3 separate regions of the Sus scrofa genome follow, and regions 1 and 3 are each linked to region 2. Evidence: chromatin contacts called from public Hi-C and HiChIP or PLAC-seq data. All regions are on one chromosome and are shown on one strand. Each heading gives the region's core, a stretch centred on a gene start, on an enhancer-like site or on the middle of the called end of the contact. The rest is flanking DNA. Distances are from core to core; before and after follow the strand shown.

Region 1 (3,388 bases), core at 708-3,207, 410 kb before region 2:
ACACAGCAAGGGATCCGAGCCTCTTTCCAGGTGATCACAGTCAATGACTGCTCAATAGCAGGTTCTAAAAGTCCAGCCCTCTTACCCCTAAGTTAGGATGGTTCTGAAGGATAATTCAGCTCTTGGAACTCCTCGGAGAATCAGGTAAGGCTTCTCTTGATATTGTATCACCCCAACTTCTGCTCTTCCCCAGGTGTTTAACCTCAGAGCACTCCCTAGTAAACTTTTTTACATACTAACCTCCGTTGTCAGAGACAACTCGTGTTAGTCTGAAAACTGCTAAAAGTCTTTCAATATCATGCCTTGTGGTTTTATGATGTAGGGCATATATACACACACAAGTAAGAATTCTGTGAAGACACATGGGTGTACTTACCTGCTCCCTCCCTCCCTTGTTTTGGAGAACAGAATGATGAATGTAATAGTCAAATGAGACTGACTTCATTAAAATGTATTTCCGAAGCAGTGCGTGGAAGGAATACTTGTGAAAAAATCAAACCTTTTGAAAACATCAAATCTGCTAAATAGTCAACTTCAGGGGAATTGCCTACAGTGAAAATTATACAGTGGGTTTTGATATTAATTTACAACTGGTGTGTCACTGTGAGAGTTTTTCCATATTCTATCAGGCCTAGATTTCTTTTCGCAAATAATTTAGGTTCTATTGATCTTTTTCCATAGAGTGGACATGATGAAGCTTTTATCTATTTATTTATTTTTGTCTCTTTAGGGCTGCACCCATGGCATATGCAGGTCCCCAGGCTAGGGGTCGAATTGGAGCTGTAGCTGCCAGCTTACGCCACAGGCACAGCAACGCAGGATCTGAGCCGCATTTGCGGCCTACACCCATAGCTCACTGCAATGCTGGATCCTTATCCCACTGAGTGAGGCTGGGGATCGAACCCGCCTCCTCATGGGTACTAGTGGGGTTTGTTAACTGCTGAGCCATGACAAGAACTCCTGGTGAAGCTTTATTGGCATGGCATGTCATTTTTGAGGACATTGAGATAGAGTACCAGCCAAGGAAGATTTCCTCTAAATGGTGAAAGGAATGTTAAAGATAATAGTATTCAGGAGTTCCCGTCGTGGCTCAGTGGTTAACGAATCCGACTAGGAACCATGAGGTTTCGGGTTCGACCCCTGGCCTTGCTCAGTGGGTTAGGGATCCAGCGTTGCTGTGAGCTGTGGTGTAGATCGCAGACGAGGCTCGGATCCCTTGCTGTGTCTCTGGCGTAGGCCGGTGGCTACAGCTCCGATTCGACCCCTAGCCTGGGAGCCTCCATATGCTGTGGGAGCAGCCCAAGAAATGGCAAAAGATGAAAAAAAAATAGTATTCAAATACAGAGGGATAAGAACTCTAGCAGAGAATAAAGATCTGAGCGTGGGACTGCAGGATGGATGTTCCCTCTTAGGACATCAGTTGCGTCCAGCAGGAAGGGTCTGTTTCTCCTCCTTCTTCTGTCTCCTTTCAAAATGCATATTTGTATTTTGGATTATCTCTTTCCATGTGTTTTGATGCTCTTTCTACCTGAATCTGATCTTCTTAATGCCCTATTGTTAGTTGAAAGTAACCTATGTCTCTTGTTGAAATAATTAGTTTCACCTGAAAAGGCAAATGCCTTGATTGTTTGACAAGATAAATTTATTGACTTTTTTTTTTTTTTTTTTTTTTTGCCACAAAAAGTTCCCGGGTTAGGGATTGAACCCAGCCACAGCAGTGACCTGAGCCACAGCAGTGACAACACCGGGTCCTTAACTGCTAGGCCACCAGAGGACTCCTGTGAATGTCTTTTGATTGGCTTTTTTCAACTCGATTTATTTTGAATCTTGGGCTCATGCTAATTTTTATAGGCACACTAGGGGGCACTGTTGAGTTATAAATAGCCCAATAGTGTTTGCCTGGTTTCTATTAATGCTGAACTTGCAACTCCTTTCATTGATGTCAGTATTTCACCTTCTGTGCTAGCAGTAGGATATGAAAAAGATGTGGCTATTTGCTTCCAGTGTAGAAAAAATAACAATGACTTAGAACAGTGCTTGTTGAAAGTTAAGGAAGAAAAATGCATACTTGTGAAGGAGTACAATTTTTTTTTCTTTTGACATTTTTTGGGTTAGAAATTCACATTAGCGATACAGCCAGTATACAAACCACAGTTGTAGCAACCAGAGAAAGAAACAGGATATGACTGCCTTTGTAAGATGCTCATAATATTCCCAGGGAGGCAGGGGAAAACTCCATTCATCTGCACTTTATTCAGAATGTTCTTTTCTTTTACTTGTCATTTTGGAATGGATTTAACTGTTGCTAAAAAGTTACAGGAACAGCAGCCTTAGAGCTAGAAATCATCTGTTTCTTCACAAAACAAGTTCACCCCAGATCAGCCATGTGACCTGCCCCAGCGGTGCCCAGCCCTCTGACCTGGGTCTTGGTGAAACAGCGTCCCTTTGGGGACTGAAAAAGAATTCATATTCTAAGTCCCTCATGCTATTTCTCTCAAGTTTGCTGCTGCTAGAATGTTGAGTGCTTTTTCCTTTTAAACTAGATACCGAGAAGTAAAACTAAAAGCCCAAATCCATTCAGCAGAGAATTCAGTGTACAGATTTGGGTTAAAATAAGCCACAAATATTTGAGCAGTATCATGATATACATTGCAGTGAATGAAAGAGTGGGTTAGGGTGATTTGAGTTTTCTCATTGGTAAGAGATAGAGTAGTTATGTGCCCATTTAAATTGTTTTCAATATTATTCAAGCCAATCTCAGAAGACTCAAATTTTTTTTTTTTTTGCCTTTTCAGGGCCACACCTGTGGTATATGGAGTTTCCCAGGCTAGGGGTCTAATCAGAGCAGATGCTGGCCTATGCCATAGCCACAGCAAGGCAGGATCCGAGCCGTGTCTGCAACCTACACCACAGCTTGTGGCAATGCTGGATCCTTAACCTTCTGAGCGAGGCCAGGGATCGAACCCTCAATCTCATGGTTCCTAGTCGGATTCATTTCCGCTGCGCCATGATGGGAACTCCAGAAGGGTCTTAATTTAAAACATTTTTGTGTGCGTGTTAATAGAATCAGGCATAAGTCTTTTTTTTTCTCCCATCAACACTTAATATAGTTATATCAGTTTACAAATATTTTAGGAAAGATGTGCTTTCAATGATTTCCATTAAAAAGCATTTACTGGAGTTCCCCTTGTGGCGCAGCAGAAACGAATCCGACTAGGAACCATGAGATTGAGGGTTTGATCCCTGGCCTCGCTCAGTGGGTTAAGGATCCAGTGTTGCAGTGAGCTGTGGTGTAGGTTGCAGATGCGGCTCGGATCTGGTGTTGCTGTGGCTGTGGTGTAGGCTGGCAGCTACAGCTCTGATTAGACCCCTAGCCTGGGAATCTCCA
Region 2 (3,313 bases), core at 794-3,293:
TTAATGGTTCCTAGTTGGATTTGTTTCTGCTGTGCCATGATGGGAACTCCCTGAACTCTTCATTTTTGCCTTCAGCATGTCCTCAGCTTTTGCTCAATATTTATGTGTTGCCACTCTGTTGATCTTCTCCCAGATGTCTGACCTTTGTTGTATGCTTCATTCCAACTTGCTTAGCAGTAAGCTATATTTGACATTTTATGACTAAAGTGCCTAAAAGTACTACTTCAACATAGAGATAAGTGACTTTTAGAACTCTTTTTTTTTTCTATTACACAATGATCCTCAAAATAAATTAATGGCTCCTTCTTGAGTTAGGGAAGTGTTATAACAGAGATTTTGTACCAGCTTGGATGTAGGGTCTACCTGAATGGGAAATGGAGCCTGTTGGGGCAACATTCTGGTTTGGGACTGCCAGGCTCTGCCCTAGGATAGTAAGGATGTGAGCCAGCTGAGTCTCTCATTTCATCTTTCTTGGCTTATAACAATGAAGTGACTCAGCCTGGGATTTTATGAAACAATGAGTCATCCCAAACTATGAAATAAGGTATAGCACTTTTGTTTAATAACTGTAGTCATCAAAGCCCACTCCTCACTCCCCTTTCTCTCTGTATGCCTATCTATGATGTATCTCTATTGTTAGTTACCAATTCTTGTCATTAGGTTATTGGTGAAACACTGAGCCTGGTGTCGTCACTGCTAGGCTGGTCTTCCCTCAACACACTGTCACATGGGACTTATCATGTTAGTTACCTCTTGATTTTAGACACAACAGAATGTTTTCACAGATCAAGGTTTGGGACAGACCAACAGACCAAAATTCAGTCTTTAAGAAAATTTCTGACCATGTGATTTCATCAATTTTCCCATTACTTTGGCTTTTTTGAATTCTTTTTGCTATCTACGAAATGTAGGGGTGCTGTAATTCTGTCTGTTCCATAATGTTGATGGTTCTGGGAGAAAAAAAAAGCCATGTAAAAATTTCCTGAAGCCGTGGTGGGAGAAGGTTCAATGACTTGTCTGGCTTTAGGCGGGGAAACGAGAATCTTTCAAGTTGGATATTTCCTGAAAGACTTGCCCCCATTAATCAGAAAACATTTCTTCTTCTACAGTTGCTTTCTGTTTACAAATGTTCAACAGTCCATTGGCAGCAGGAGGCAGGGTTAAAAGCTTTGTACTTGCAGCTTTTTTATCCCTTTTGGATAATGCTGCTGGTTTTCTAAAAATGGAAAAGTTCATTAACTAATGTCCAACCTATTTATGGTTTTAATCATTGTATTATTGCCTGGGCTGATGTCTTAAATATTCACATGCATGGGGAAAGATATTTCTAAGAAATAAGACAGGATACTTAATACAGTGATAATAATCTATTTTTATGCATGCTTGAAGCCACTGGATATAAAAATTTGAAGTCATTAAAAATGTTTCTCATTCATTCTTGATAGATTTTTCCAAGGGACTGTGAGTAGTTAGCCTTGTCTGTTCAGTAAAAGGGCATGTGAAGAAATAAACCATCCCTCTCTTTAAAAATTGGCTCCAACAGGCTTTCTTTTTTTTCAACCAAACAAGTGAAGTTTTATAATGTTGATTATTCTGGTTAGTAGTTAATTTGCCATTTGCAGTTAGCCAGATATTTCTGTATGGAAAATAAACTGGCATATTCTTTCAATGAGCCTTCTTCTCCATAACCTGAAAATTAAATTTTTTTTTTTTGGTTTTGGTGGACTCTTCAGTGCACATTCTCTCCTAATCTGCTCATATGCGTGTCAGCTGCTGGTTCCTAGCCAAAGGTGGAATTCATTCAACTAAGCACTGCCAGGGCCTTTTCTGTGGGATTCCCCCCGCCCCCCCGCTCCCCATTTCTGGAGACTTCTATTTCTCCTGAATGCCCCTGTCTGGGAAAGATTATCTTGGCAAAGGAGGGGGACGTTGGGAAATGAGAGAGGACAGCTCTTTGTTGCCAAGCAGAAGTAGTGGCTCATTGACTTCAGAGAAATGTGAGTTGGAGCTCAGAGAGTCCTGCAAGTTTTTAAGAAGTGTAAGTGATCTCATCTTTTCCTTAAATGACTTTGATCCCATAAATCAAAGCAATGCCTGAGAACTTGATGTTCAAGCTCAGCCAAGCTCTTCTTACATAACCATGGATATGAGCTCTGACAACAGCATTGTTATGATCTGGGGGCACTAAGATACTACTGACCACTCAAAAATGCAAGACAAGATCTGTTTGTCCAGTTAATGGGATTTTAACACTATCAAACATCCCATAGCTATCCTAATCAGAGTCTTCCTCAATGGTTTGCTCTGGGGGGCTGACCCAGTTGTTAAAATTTTGAAATAGACTAATCCCTCCTTATCTACAAGAGGATATGTCCCAAGACCCCCAGTGGGTGCCTGAAACTGTGGATAGTGCCAAACCCTATACATGCTATGTTTTTTTTTTCTATCCACACACCTATGATACAGTTTAGTTTATAAACTAGCCACAGTAAAAGATTAGCAATAATAAAATAGAACAGATATAACAATATATGGTAATAAAACTTATGTGAATGTGGTCTCTCTCAAGATAGCTTACTGTACAAATTTAATGCCTTTCTGTTTTCACACTTATCATACACTTCAGCCATAAGTTTTGCAGGTTTTTTTTGTTTTTGTTTTTGCTTTTTAGGGCCACACCCACAGCATATGGAGGTTCCCAGGCCAGGGGTCCAATTGGAGCTACAGCTGCCAGCCTACACCACAGCCACAGCAACATCAGATCTGAGCTGAGTCTGTGACCTACATCACAGCTCATGGCAATGTCCGATCCTTAACCTACTGATCGAGGCCAGGGATTGAACCTGTAACTTCATGGTTCCTAGTCAGATTTGTTTCCGCTGAGCCAAGATGGGAACACCCAAGTTTTGCAGTTTAAGGTGAGACAGCAAAAGTAGCACAAACTTTTTCCTTTATCACAATTTCACAGATGCAAGATTTGTTCTTACCACAGCTCTTCATAACTGCAGCATATGACTTCTTTTTCCTTTTCTTATCAGGTTGAAAACGTTTATCTTTTCACTCCCTGGGAGCATGTTACAGCTTCTCTTGGGCATATTTGTTTTTTTGTTTTTGTTTTGTTTTTTTTTTTTTTGTCTTTTTTTTGCCTTTTCTGGGGCTGCTTCCATGGCATGTTCCCAGGCTAGGGGTCTAATTGGAGCTGTAGCTACCAGCCTACACCACAGCCACAGCAATGCCAGATCCGAGCCATATCTGTGACCTACACCACAGCTCATGGCAACGCCGGATCCTTAACCCACTGAGCAAGGCCAGA
Region 3 (3,423 bases), core at 632-3,131, 300 kb before region 2:
GGTCACTAGGATAGCAGGTGAAATGGAGAATTCCAACTCAAGTCTGCTGATTTGAGAGCCTATAGTCTTTTAACTCCTTTATCATATTGCCTTGATTTTTATATGTTTGGATACCAGATTGTAAAAGAGGACTTTAAAAAGATTTGCCCATGGAATTCTTGCTGTGGTGTCGTGGGTTAAGAATCCAACTGCAGCAGCTCGGGTGGCGGCAGAGGCAAGGGTTTGATCCCCGGGCCTGGCATTGCTGCACCTACATTGTAAGTTGAAATTGTGACTCAGACTCAGTCCCTGGCCTGGGAACTTCCACATGCTGTGGGTTTGGCCATTAAAAAAAAAAAAAAAAAAAGACTTGGCCAGAATGCAGAGTGATGATCCCTTGTGACGTCTAAGAAACCATTCCATTCTCCCCCAAAGTGAAAAATTCTACCTTTAAAGTATCTCATATGATATTTGGAATATTGAGTAAAGGAGGAAGAGGAGTGTTCTTTTCTCATGTGATATCTTTTTACTCTACATCTCAGAATCTGGCTCAAAGAAAAGGGACAATTGGTTTTCGAAAGCTTTATTTTCCTCTTTTCCAGAGAATGAGTTGTTTTCCATGTTTTAATTTTGGACACAGTCTTTTGCTGATTAAAAATCAGAAACAAGTTTTTAGGTTTCTCAAGGTCTGTAGTCTACCTTTTGAAAGTCTGGTGAAATCTGTTCACTGGAATAATAATTACTGTTTGGAAAGCTAGGTATGGCTATCCACAATAAGAAACATGTGACAAGGTATTTAGTTATGGTTTCAACCCACGTGAACTGGGAAGGACTTTCGAGTTAAATAAATCCTCCCATGTGTGACAAAAACAAGCTTCGATACGCTATCGGCAATGCCAGCACTGAAATCCGAGACCAGAAGCACTAATGAGGGTGGAAAAAAACTTGAAAAATTTTGATATTAAGCTCTTATTTCTCTCTTTCTGGTCTGCAGGGTTAACAGCCTGGTTATTGGAATTTCCTTTGGCACTGTTAGTTTATTTCCAGTTTTGAGAATATTATACTGCTAATCTCAGCGAAAGCAACCTCTTACTTGAAAAGTGTATATATACTTAGTTACCCACAAATAAGACTATTTTATTTTCTCTCTTTAAATGATCACAGCACTGCTAAAGTAAGTCATCTCTGACTCCTTGGACCAGTGAACACTACCTTGTGTTGGATTGTTGATGTGACTTCCCTGATACCAAAGTCGTGATGTACAAATGACCTCTCAAATACCTTTGGCCTGAGTCAAACGCAAAAGTAAAAATCGAGTCTAGGTGCTGATTTTCTTAATTCTTCAGAGAAGTACACTGATGTCCTGTTTATCCAGCATCCTTGGGGGTTAAGCTCTTCCATCAAATAGATTTTTTTTCCCCCCAGAAATGTTTACCTCTTCAAATGCAGCCTTTAAAAACTTACAACCAGATTCGATGGATAGCTTTCTAAAATATATGAGTTATCTGTCTGTCTTCTTAAGAAAAAGATACTGAATACTAAAATTTAGATTTTACCCTCTCGACCTCAGATCATTGTTCTAAACAATTCCTGTCTCATGGCACCCTGTACTCAAGCGCAGGAGGAGAATCAGTGCTGTGGTGTGAAGGGCTGTGCTAAGGCTGAATAGAAGCACATTAGGTCATTTAGGTCCTTGGAAAGGCATTTGGAAATTGTGTGTGTCGATGTGTGGGGGTGTGTTTCCCTCTCCTACCATACCTCACAGCTGGTTACATTTGAGCTTCTGTGGTTGGAATACCTGACCTAAACTTGTGGCTCTGAGAGCCCGCTGAGCTCCTCGTGTGTAAGCTTGGGCTTTGTGACATTTGCTTAGGTCATTTAGAGGCTGTGGTTGTTCCTTTTCTCATTCTGGATGGTGTAGTAGAAATCCTTGACTGCCAGATTACTCACCTCTGAGTCAGCAGGCAGTGTCTCTAATGTTATGCTTATTTTGCAAACTAGTGAATGATTTCACCACTCTCTGCCTCCAATCTTCTTGCTTATAGATCCTACTTTACTGATGACCAGGTCAGCTATTCCCATCACCCCATCAGAAGCCCAGGTGGTAGCATGAAGCTTGGGGTACATGATTTTACTTGTTTTTATTTTTATGTGTGTAACTTTATTTTAATCTACTTTGTAGCCACATTCTTCTGAAATAGAAAGATCATGTTGCTACGGTTGCTTGTTTTTAACCAATTTACAGTTTGCATTTTCTATTTAGTTTTTCATAATTGTGCTTTCTAAGCTCATGGATATGACTTAAATGATAAAAGAATGAGCATAAAAAGACAAGGAAACTTTATGTCGTAGTGTGCTGATTTCATCTGCTGAGGTAATGGGGTACATGATTTTAAAGTCAGGTACATCTGGCTGGAGTTCCTGCTACTGCCGAATGAGTTAAAAACCCCAAATAGTCTCCGTAAGGATGTGGGTTCAATCCGAGCCCTTGCTCAGTAGGTTAAGGATCCAGCGTTGCGGTGAGCTGTGGTGTAGGGCACAGATGCAGCCTGGATCCGGCGTTGCTATGGCTGTGGCACAGATCTGTAGCTGCAGGTTCGATTTGACCCCTAGCCTGGGAACTTCCATATGCTGCCGGTGCGGCCATAAAAAATTTAAAATTAAAAAATTAATTGCATGATCTTACACATGATAATTTATGTATCTCACCTACGCATTTAACCAACATTTACCGAATACTTGTTATGTGCCACGCAATGCTCTGAACTTTACGGCTAGGGTTCATGGAAACTACAGCCTCATTGGGAGAGATAGGCAACAAATAAACAAGTACATATATGATGTGTCTGATGGTGGCGCAAGGAATGTGGAGACGAGAGAGTGTGAGTGATGGGGTAGATTTGGGGATGTTTATGGAAGCTGTTTCCGGCGGAGTGGTTGGGAAGAGAACCTGGTAGAAACGCATTCCAGTGAGATTTGAGATGCCACGCGTAGTCCACCTTTTATAGAAGTTTTGCAGTAGAGGATGGCAGAGACGGGTTATGGTAGCTGGATGGGGAGACAAAGGGGGATGTGGGGTCAAGGGAAGGTTTTATTTTAAGATCTAGCATTTTTGTGCGCTGATGTGAACGGCTCAGTCGAGAGAGGGAAATTGAAGATGCAGGGGAGAGAGGAAATCATTGTCGAAGCAGTGCTCTTGAGTTGGCAAGAAGGATGAAATCTACCACACAAGTAGTAGCTGAGGCTTGGCCACAGCTCGGAGGCCAAGAGTTTACCCAGAGCCACGAGAGAGATGGGGAGAGTAAGGGCGCACAAAGCTTGATGTCGGTAGATGCAAAGGGGGAGGTATGTCAAAATCTTTCTCAATTGCCTCTGTTTTCTCAGTGGAAGGGAAAGCAGGTTCCTCATGTGAGAGAGACGATGGCGAGGAAATGTTGGAGGTTT

What was found. Hi-C and Micro-C count contacts between places; a contact is called where the count stands out from the background. HiChIP or PLAC-seq counts read pairs in DNA pulled down with a chosen protein or histone mark.
Region 1: a contact with region 2 is called in a Hi-C map of skeletal muscle, with 2.6 times the contacts expected there. The contact joins two enhancer-like sites. A contact is called at or near these places in 4 of 47 Hi-C or Micro-C datasets (alveolar macrophages, embryonic fibroblasts, mesenteric adipose tissue and 1 more).
Region 3: a contact with region 2 is called in an H3K27ac HiChIP or PLAC-seq map of skeletal muscle. The contact joins two enhancer-like sites. A contact is called at or near these places in 1 of 47 Hi-C or Micro-C datasets (embryonic fibroblasts) and 1 of 2 datasets of contacts at active chromatin or transcription factors (skeletal muscle).

The regions. Positions count from the first base shown.
Region 1 is chr1:252,184,455-252,187,842 of Sscrofa11.1, reverse strand. No RefSeq gene overlaps it. Among named protein-coding and RNA genes, the nearest start is that of KIAA0368, 140 kb to the left of the region's middle. Within about 2 kb of position 1,957, at least 13 of the 83 cell types and tissues checked have an H3K27ac peak or open chromatin away from gene starts, as enhancers often do. A contact at or near this core is called in skeletal muscle, where this site is marked.
Region 2 is chr1:251,775,516-251,778,828 of Sscrofa11.1, reverse strand. The region is part of intron 1 of LOC110256901 (a long non-coding RNA gene); the gene reads left to right. Among named protein-coding and RNA genes, the nearest start is that of MUSK, 130 kb to the right of the region's middle. Within about 2 kb of position 2,043, at least 7 of the 83 cell types and tissues checked have an H3K27ac peak or open chromatin away from gene starts, as enhancers often do. A contact at or near this core is called in skeletal muscle, where this site is marked.
Region 3 is chr1:252,071,224-252,074,646 of Sscrofa11.1, reverse strand. All of the region lies in intron 1 of LOC102160537 (a long non-coding RNA gene), which reads left to right. Among named protein-coding and RNA genes, the nearest start is that of LPAR1, 95 kb to the right of the region's middle. Within about 2 kb of position 1,881, at least 17 of the 83 cell types and tissues checked have an H3K27ac peak or open chromatin away from gene starts, as enhancers often do. A contact at or near this core is called in skeletal muscle, where this site is marked.